Linked DNA regions of Neogale vison: all the other regions are linked to region 2. Evidence: chromatin contacts called from public Hi-C data. All regions are on one chromosome and are shown on one strand. The core of a region is the stretch at or near the end of the contact, and the rest is flanking DNA. Distances in the headings are between cores, read along the strand shown. Region 1 holds the start of TOMT (transmembrane O-methyltransferase). Region 2 holds the start of CLPB (caseinolytic peptidase B protein homolog). Region 3 holds the start of XNDC1N (putative short transient receptor potential channel 2-like protein).

The links. Hi-C and Micro-C count contacts between places; a contact is called where the count stands out from the background.
Region 1: a contact with region 2 is called in a Hi-C map of muscle, with 7 times the contacts expected there. The contact joins the promoter of TOMT here to the promoter of CLPB in region 2.
Region 3: a contact with region 2 is called in a Hi-C map of muscle, with 5 times the contacts expected there. The contact joins the promoter of XNDC1N here to the promoter of CLPB in region 2. A contact is called at or near these places in 2 of 3 Hi-C or Micro-C datasets (fibroblasts and muscle).

Annotation. Positions count from the first base shown.
Region 1 is chr7:150,890,497-150,893,432 of ASM_NN_V1, forward strand. TOMT (transmembrane O-methyltransferase) reads right to left here and starts at 1,437. Exons shown (of 3, transcript XM_044258617.1): 1 at 1,097-1,437; 2 at 1-14. The coding sequence starts at 1,412.
Region 2 is chr7:150,628,870-150,632,201 of ASM_NN_V1, forward strand. CLPB (caseinolytic peptidase B protein homolog) reads left to right here and starts at 2,046. Exons shown (of 16, transcript XM_044258605.1): 1 at 2,046-2,514. The coding sequence starts at 2,112.
Region 3 is chr7:151,083,803-151,086,705 of ASM_NN_V1, forward strand. XNDC1N (putative short transient receptor potential channel 2-like protein) reads left to right here and starts at 1,588. Exons shown (of 24, transcript XM_044258615.1): 1 at 1,588-2,012. It overlaps RNF121 (RING finger protein 121), which reads right to left and starts at 1,437. Exons shown (of 9, transcript XM_044258616.1): 1 at 1,345-1,437. The coding sequence starts at 1,407.

The DNA.
Region 1 (2,936 bases), core at 187-2,686, 260 kb after region 2:
CATCAGGATCTGACCTGGGGGGAAAGACGGCTGTTGCAGCAGATGTGGGAGATGGATGTAGGACCCCTGACAGAAAGGGATCTCAAATGCCCACCTGCCTCACTGCAACCCTCAACCACCTGGGGTCTTCTCAGACTATAGTTCCAGCTGCCCCACTGGTCCTCTTCCCCCTCCAGGCTTGCCTCCTTCACTCTCTTCTTCATACCACCCATCAGGCATCTTTCCAACAAACAAATCTGACCCTTTGTTCCTTGATTCCTATGATCCTCAAGGACTTTGAGATTGAACTTGAGATCCTCAGCCTGACATTCAGGACCTTCTTGGACCCGATCCTAGCCAACCTTTCCAGTTCTTCCCATCTGTAGCTTGTATCACAGCCCTCCCATACACTGTGGCCAGAATCAGCCAAGTCAGTGCTGGCTCATTCCATCATGCTGCATTAGTATATGTGGCTGGTTTTGCCCCTCCCCACCCCTGTGTTTATCTGCTTGGCCAAGCAGGAAGCAATTCTAGGCTGTGTGTAAGTGTTGCTTCGTCCAGGAGGGCTCAAGTAGAAACAACCAACAGAAACCTTTGCTAGAACTTCCCAGTTTCATCCCCCCCTTGTTTTATTCATTGAATATCTTTCTAACCTTGGAATTTGAAAAATTTCTTCAGACTCTAAAAGCACTTGTGCCAGAAGCTGGGATTCAGACAAAGCCAGGCAGCTACCCTGAATGGGATGTGGGAGACTCCACGGTGTGGGGAGAAATATTTAGGACAGGTAATTACAAAATTATGGGTTATGCACTGTGATGGTTATTCCCTTTGTATTATGTCTCCTTTGAGGCCAGCATTTGTGGCTGATTGATCTGTGTGGCCTCTGCTTCCTTTCCCCACCCAGCACCTAGTACAGGCCTAGTACAAAAGGGTGGCAATAAGTGTTTGCTAGATGAATGAATAACTTTGCCTAGCTCTCTCATTTGTAGAGGGGAAAAAAAGAGCCCCAGAGAGGATCAGGAACCTGCCGAGGGCACCCAGTAGGCAGCGGCAGATCCCAGACCTTCCTTACCATCTTGGGGGTGCTTCCTAGAGCAGACGGTTAAGGAACACTGACCTTTGACAGGCCCCATGTGGCCCAGGTACTCGCAGTGGCTGCTCCAATGGTCCAGGGTGGTGAGGATGTGACTGGGGTCTCCAGGCAGGGCATGGGTGAGCACATAGCTGAAGGCCCGCTCCTCAATCCGCAGCCCTGAAAGGCAATCTCGGAGGCTCCGCAGCAAGACCATACGCACCAGCAGTCGGAAGTAGTGCCGGTACCGCACCAGCAATGTCACCACCAGGGGCAGGAAGGCCAGTGCGATGGCAGGGGACATGGTCCCTACCAGGACTGGGTGTGAAGGGAGGCAGGGAGGGAAACCCACACGCATCATTGCTTGTCATTTGTATTATTTCTATATTTTAAAGACCATAGCTCAAAAGACAGTTTTGTCCAGAATCACACAGCAGAACTGGGATTTGGATCTGAATTGGTCTGATTTCAAGCCCATGCACTTTCAAGGACTTCACGCTAGTCTATGTTCTGCTCCCACCCCCAAGCCACCTCTTCCCACTTCTGCCCCTTGGTCCTATCTTCACCTTGCTTCTTCTACCTGTTTCTCCTCATTTCCTCATCTTTGGACTGCTTTCGCAGACCTCCTCTGAGATATCCTCTACCCTCTTCACCCTCTGCCTTTTCTTCTCTGACCCATTAATGTAGAGCAAAAGAGCACAGATTTGTAGTCAGAAACCCCTTCAGGCCCTATGTGCTGTCTCAGTAGAAGGCAATCAAAACACTCCATAGGGTGTTAGAATGAGATTTCTTCCCACCCCTCCATCTGGTCTTCCTTGAGGGTGGGAGGAGTCCTTGATCCTATATCCTCTCCAGTCCTGTTTCCCCTCCCCTGCATTCAGCTTTTCTGTTCTCCCTCAGAATTCCTTTTACAAGTGTAAACACACACAGCACAGAGCCCCCTCACTTAAGCCTCTTCTTCTTCCTCACCCCCTATAGGGGTAAGTTCCTTCTCCTTTGGTTTGCCCTGGACCATCCTCCCTTTCCTCCAGATCTGCCCCTTGTGAGGCCCCTGGTGATGGTGGGGACTGAAATTGAAAGTAAGAGTGTATAAATGGATGTGAGTAGGTGAGTGATAGTGAGTTTGAACTGATGTGCTTGGGAACCCACACTCAAGAGCCCTGCTTACCTGGGCTGGAGGCTCCTGCTTGGGATGATCATAGCATAGGAAAGGAGGGGGAGTCCTTGGGGCCAGAGAACCCTGAGGCGGGCTGGACCTGCTTTCAATTATTGATGCAGAGTTGCTGCTGTCACCTGAGACCTGCAGTTCAGGTTACTAGCTGCAGGAACAAGGTGGGGCTGACTCTTACCCTTCTCAACTCCTGAAAAAAATGTACCAAACTTCAGGGTCTTGATCTGAGGGGTAATAAGAGCTACTGGGTTTGGTGACCTCTCTTCTAACTCCTTGTATCAGGACAACAGGGCATGGTGTGAGCCAAAGTGAATTCAAAATTCAAGTCAATTCAAAATTCAACTTTTTGCTAAGCAAATGCCAGGATGTGGGTCGCAGAGGGGAGTCAGGTCTTGCCCCCTTCCTCCAGGAACTCCAAGTTTGAATGAAGATACTGATCCAGAAATGTAGAATAGACATAATGCAGTGCCCCATAGATACAGGGACTTTGGAGTGTTTTGTGAACTGCTATGTATCTTGACATAAGGGTGTGTGGCACATCAGAAACAGTAATTTTTTAAAAAAGATTTTTATTTATTTGACAGATCACAAGTTGGCAGAGAGGCAGGCAGAGAGAGAGAGGAGGAAGCAGGCTCCCTGCGGAGCAAAGAACCTGATGTGGGGCTCTATCCCAGGACTCTGGGATCATGACCTGAACTGAAGGCAGAGGCTTTA
Region 2 (3,332 bases), core at 796-3,295:
TGGTCTCTTGTGTGGTAGGCCTTTTGCTTATTATATAGGAGTTTTCTATATTACTTAGCCATTTCATCACTGTGGCGCGAATATATATTTTCCCATATTGTCATTTTTTCACTGTGTATATTTTTCACTGTATTTATTTCAGTATCAGAATTATTTTTTTATAGAGTCAAAAAATCTATCTTTTCTATATGATTTCCATGATCTCACTAGTATGTGGAATTTAAGAAAAAAAAGGAACAAAGGGCAAAAAAAAAAGAGAGAGGGAGGCAAACCAAGAACAGACTCTTAACTGTAGAGAACAAAAGATGGTTCCCAGAGGAGAGATGGGTGGGTGGGGGATGGTGAGACAGGTGATGGGTATTAAGGAGGGCACTTGCTGAGAGACTGCTAGTGTTGCGTGAAGTGCTGAATCACTGTATTGTACACCTGAAACTAATATTATATTGTATGTTAACTAACTGGAATTTAAATAAAAGCGTAAAAAGAAGTTTAGAGTAGGGAATCCAATACACTCCTAGAGCAGGGAAAACACTGCTGGCTGCCATTTCTGGAAGACCTAATGTGAGCCAGGGACGGTGGTGGTCTCCATATTACCTCATTTAAAACAAGCAATCCTCTTGAAGGTAAGTAATATTATTTTTGATAATAATGAGGAAATTAACAATGAGAAAGGGTAAGGATAAGGAAGTTTGTCCAAGGTCATACATCTAGTAAATTCAAGAGTCAAAATTGAAATCAAGGTCTGCCTGCACTCCAAAGTTTATATTCATTTCCCCACGATAATAAAGCAGGGGTAATCCTTTTACCAAAGAAATATTTATTTAGCAGCTTTTTTTGTTCTAGACATTGGTCTGAGTGCTAGTAATGTAAGAGAGAAAAAACAAAGTCCCTATTTTGTGGGGCTCATGTTCTATTGGAGTGAGACAATAAACAACTAATTTCCAGTATATCACGTGGTAAGTGCTGTGAAGAAAAATTAGGCAGGATAGGAAGCATGTGGGAAAGAGAATTGCTATTTTAAATAAAATCGTCAGAGAAGGCTCTGATGACATGAAGTTGGAGGAGAGAAGGAAGGGCAGAAGAGATGGGACTGGCATAAAATAGCTTCTTCCTTTGCTTGTGGGCTGGAAAAGAGAGGAAGAAATGGGGGTGCCGGTACTGAGCTCTGAGTTAGAAGACCTGAGCTTTTTTAATTGATGGATTAACAATTTTTTCCACCTCTGAGCTGAAATTCCCTTTCCTGTAGACAGGAATAACATTTCTTGCCCAGCTTCCCCATGCAGCTGTCATGAGATACGATGCGACAACCCACGTGAAACCCCTCCGAAAATAACACAAGTGAGAAACAAGACTGAGAAGTAGCTCTTCAACCGAAAGGAAGTCTATGTAAAAATATAAAGAGAATTGTTATTACAGGTGTACTAGTTCCCCTAAACTTCTTTTTTGAAAAGCTGTCGCAGGCTAAAAAGAGACACAGGCTAAAAGAAATAAGCATACATTTCATAAAAGTTTTCTACTGCAGATCTCTATTTAACTTGCAGTAGTCAGAACCTGTGTCGCATTAAAAAAATTTTTTTAATGATTTTTATTTATTTGAGAGAGAGGGCACGAGAGAGGGGTGGGTCAAAGGGAGAGGCAGACTCCCCGCTGAGCAGGGAGCCCAATTCCAGACTGGATTCTGGGACTCCAGGATCACGACCCCAGCTGAAGGGAGTGGCGTAACCAAACCGAGCCACCCAGGCGTCCGCCTGCGTCGTGTATTTTGACTAAACTTGGCAGAAGGCTCTGGGAATCGAACTTCAATTCTAATCTCCACGTTCTACCCAGGCATTTCCCCTCTTACCACGCCCCCTCAGTCAAACTCCACTTCCCAACATGCACTAGGCTCCTCTAAGTCGGCAGTCATTGTGACGCAAGTTCCACAGCTTTCTGGGAAATGTAGTTTATTTGTTCTCCAGCTACGGAAAAGTCTAAGGCTATGGACTACCACTCCCGTGAAGTAGTGCGGTATTCCCCCGCGTTCGCGGCGTCTTCGAACGCGCCGCGGCAGCCATGTTGGACGCGGCCAGCACGGGGGCCGGCACCAGGGGGTTATCTAAGTAGCTGTCACGATGCTGGGGTCCCTGGTGTTGAGGAGAACAGCGCCGGCGCCGCGGCTCCTCTTCCAGCTGCTTAGGTCCTCTTCTCTCCGGAGTCATGGAAGTGCCTCCAGCCCGAGTGTGACCACCGCGGGCCACGGGCAGCCGCAATGGTTGAGGGCGGCCGTCGGGGGGCGCCCTGAAACATCGCCAGCCTTCCTCCCCCATGAAGGGGCAGCCACCTGGGGGCGCCAGGGAGGACTCACCGAGACCTCGTGCCTCGTAGCCGCAACATCTGGACGCCTTCCTAGCCCAGAAGAAACACTCCCGGGACAGGACAGCTGGAACGGGGTCCCCAGCAGGGCCGGACTGAGCATATGGGCCCTGGCCACGGCGCTTGTCGTTCACTGTTACAGCAAGAACCCGTCTAACAAGGGTGATTATCGGGGCAGTCTGGGTTCGAGGAAGACAGAGGCGGGAGGAGTGACCCGACTCCGTATCTTTGGAGGGCGGGAGTTGCTTATAGATTGAGGTCAGCAGAGCTTCAGGACTGTAGGGACTCAGACATCGTCTGGTTACTGGGGCAGGCTGGTGAACTGGAGGACTCAGTGCCTCTGAGTTGGATAACTTCCTATCATAGGTCAGCTCCCTCGTTTGGGCATTATTTTGTCCATCTGTGCAATGGAAACATTGAGACATTCTAAAATTAGAGTGTGGGCCTTTTATGCACTAATATTCTGCCTGGTCGAATTCCTCTCTTAAGTGGTCTCCCAAGAAACTGCTGTGTGTTCTAAGGGCAACTATTAGATAGTTTAGGAAGAGTTTTCCCGAGAAAGATGGCCCAAGAAAGGAGTACAGACTTGGTTTCAGTGCCACCTTTGCCACTGCTCACCCCTTGCTCCTCTCTGGTTTCAGGTTCCCCCCTTACACAGTAAAGAATGATTTCTCAGTACTCTTACAGTGCTGTTATTTTGAGTCTTGAATTCAGCAGTCTGGGTCTGCCCATCAGCCTCCTAGGGATTTTGTTGTCCCTGGTCTCAGGTGTGAGGTGATCTTACCCAGCCATGCAGTTGGCAGGAGAAGAAAAACAAAGAAGTTGGATCCTTAGAGACCCAAAGCAGCCATGGGGGCTGGTTGACCCAGGTTGGCATCTCACCTGGGAGCAAGGGAGTTGAGCAGGAACTGGGAGAGCAGGCAGCCAGGCTTCTGGCTTATGTGAGTCCAACCTCGCAGGTTCTCAGTAGTTCCTCAGGG
Region 3 (2,903 bases), core at 338-2,837, 450 kb after region 2:
AAAAAAAAATCTCCCCCCATTCTAACCACCTGTCAGGTACTCAGTCTCCTGCCACCTTAATGATCCCAATCAACAAATCCACCAAGTCATCCCACGACAAAGCAACAGTCTTGACTTCTCAAGTCCACTTCTACTCCCTTTCTGAGCCTCTCCCCCAGACTTCCCCAATCACCCACCCCAAAGCCTCTAAGATTCTGATCCCCCAGAGATCCCCTGGATTCCATTCCTGACAATCAATCTCCTTCCTCCCATCCCTCTGTGCTGTCTATATTGTATCCTGTGAAAGGCCATAAACACCCCTTGTTCTGAATGTACCTTTGGCCTCAAAATCATCTCCCTCTACTTTCTCACCTTCTCTTCACTTCTCAGCGCTGTCCCTTCATTCCTTCCAAACTCAATGTGTCTTTCTTCCTAGTGACTCAAGGACCACTGGTAATTAAATACATCCGTTGTTAAATGCCTATTAAACAGGTAAAGGGGACATACATCCTTAAGGAGCTCATCCTCAAAGAACTCATACGTTTAGAAGGAGCCAGAAATAGAGAATCACTTACCCCATAAGACTCAGTTCCTCTGAGAACCCTTCCCTAGCCCAAACTAAACTGGTCCCCTCTTTGCAGTGCCATCATTAAACCTCTGATGCAGTGACTAGTCTTCCCTGTGTGTCTCCCATCACTAGGCTGTGGCCTTGTCAATGGGAAGGCCCCTACGTCCCTAGCACTTAGCCCAGAACTCAGCGCAAAGATGATATGTAACGTTTGTTAAATGAGTGAATGGATGAATTCCGGTATGTGATCATTCGTTCATCCATTCAGTGCCCAAAACTTTACTAAGTACACTAGGTACAAAGTCCTAGAGTGTATGGAAAAATAAAATAGTTCTTATGTAAAAAATAATGCTATAATATTAGCAGATTAGCACTCTTCCCCGGTCCGCGTCCCCAACCCCCACGCCAAACCTAGACGCGACTCTCCCACAGCTAAAGCCCGGCCTTCCCTTACAGAAGTCCACGCCCCTCCGACTCAAGCTACCTCTCAGCCCTTCAGTCCTACCCTAGGACCCCCAAGTAATACCTCAAATCTTAATGCCCCCATCCTCTCTGGCTTCCTTCCCTATCCTCCATCTCCACCCTCGAGGTTACTGCAAGTCTTCTACCCCCATGTCCGCCTCCGACTCTCCGAGTCCAGGGTATCTCTGATTTCCCTCTCCGCGCACCCGCCCCCCATTTGGCTCCTACCCTCTCAGGGTCCCGCCTCCCCTAGGACCCTACTCCCGATTCCTCTCCTCCCCTCCCTTCAGTTTCAGGGTAAGCCTCTTCCCTCCTTGACTCTGAACTCTTCTTACCTCATCTAGCTCCCGTTCCCCGGCAGCAACTCCTCCAACCTCCACCTCCACCACTGCCGCCATCTTCACAACTCTACCCCTCCTCCGTCCCCGTGCTAGCCAGCTGCTTCCGCCGCTCAAGTGATCCTAGCCAATAGGCGGCTCAAGCTCCAGCAGGAGGGCGGGGCATCAAGACAGGCGGAGCTCTGATTGGGACTAAGAGACCATCTACCCGATACTCTTTAAAGGTCAGGGAGGGACGGGTTCCAGGCACTTCCAAGTTTAGGTGGAGGAGGGTTCTTGCGAAATGAGAAATTGGGCCTGTATTATTTATAGTGCAAATATTTCGCCAATTCTCCCCTTTGGACAGCGAAAGAGAAGAGTCTCTAAACCGTCAACTTTCCCGACGCTCCCTCACTCTGAGCTCCAAGGAGTGAAGCGTGGAGGCTAAGGACTACATATCCCAGAACGTATTGAATCTGACCCGGAAGTTTAACTTCTGCGCTCTGGACAGATTTGTAGTGAGTGAAAATTTGCGTAAGATATTCATTTACAAATAGACATAAAATATACATAGCTACGCACGAATGTCTTCTTGCTTCGATGGGAGTCCTCTTTCAGAAACAGCGGCTTCCTGAGGCGACAGAACACATTCCGGGACTTGGGGTGGCGTAAGAGTCGTGCTCCAGGTCAGAAGGCGGAGGTCAGAGGGCCGGATTGGCGGGAGAATGGGTTTGTGGTCCAGGATCTGAGGCAGCGGTGGCTCTTCGAGGTCCATTGTCCCGGGTGAGGGGCTTTGCGGGGGTTGTTGATGGGGAGGGGAGTTGCCGAGAATGGGTGGACGTCAAGGAATGTACAGAACAGCGCATTCTGAGGTGCGGGGGAAGCGGCTGTGCGGTTTAGCCTCCTGAACCTGAGAGAAGAGCCTTGCGGCACCTCCACCGCTCCCAATCTGCTGTTGCGCTCTCACGCCTTAGGGTCGCTTTACAAATCTCCGTACTCTTTCCCACCACACATCGTGCTTGCGCAGCCCCTATCTTTACCCCCGCCCATACACCTTATTCTCTCTGTGCTGCACCCCAACTTAAAGCTTCCTAACTCATTTCCATCCCCTTCTTATCGGTACATCCGCACCCAACACCATACAAACCTATGGCCCCTGCACACTTACCCCGTGGGTAGCCCAGCTGGATCATCGGGAGAATAGTGCTAGGATGACCAGTGGACTCACAATGCAGTGCCTGTCAACTTTATTTTAGGACCAACAGGAAGTTACAGGGTAATATTTACATCTACAGGCATCTTATTTACTTAAAGGGGGAATTACTTTATTATGTGAAACAATACAGAGAATATAATAAATACCTTATAACTCAATCACCCCAAATTGACTACTGACATCATGATCTCTTTGCGTCCTCATTTTTAAAAAAGATAAAATAATACGGATAAAGGTTGAACTTACTTGAGTCTTCTACTCTCAGACCCATTACTCTTTCATCTTTCTCAGACACTATTTTCAGTTAGCTGGGTATTCTCCCAGTCCATTGAGAAAAATTCTGTGTATTCACAATGTAATT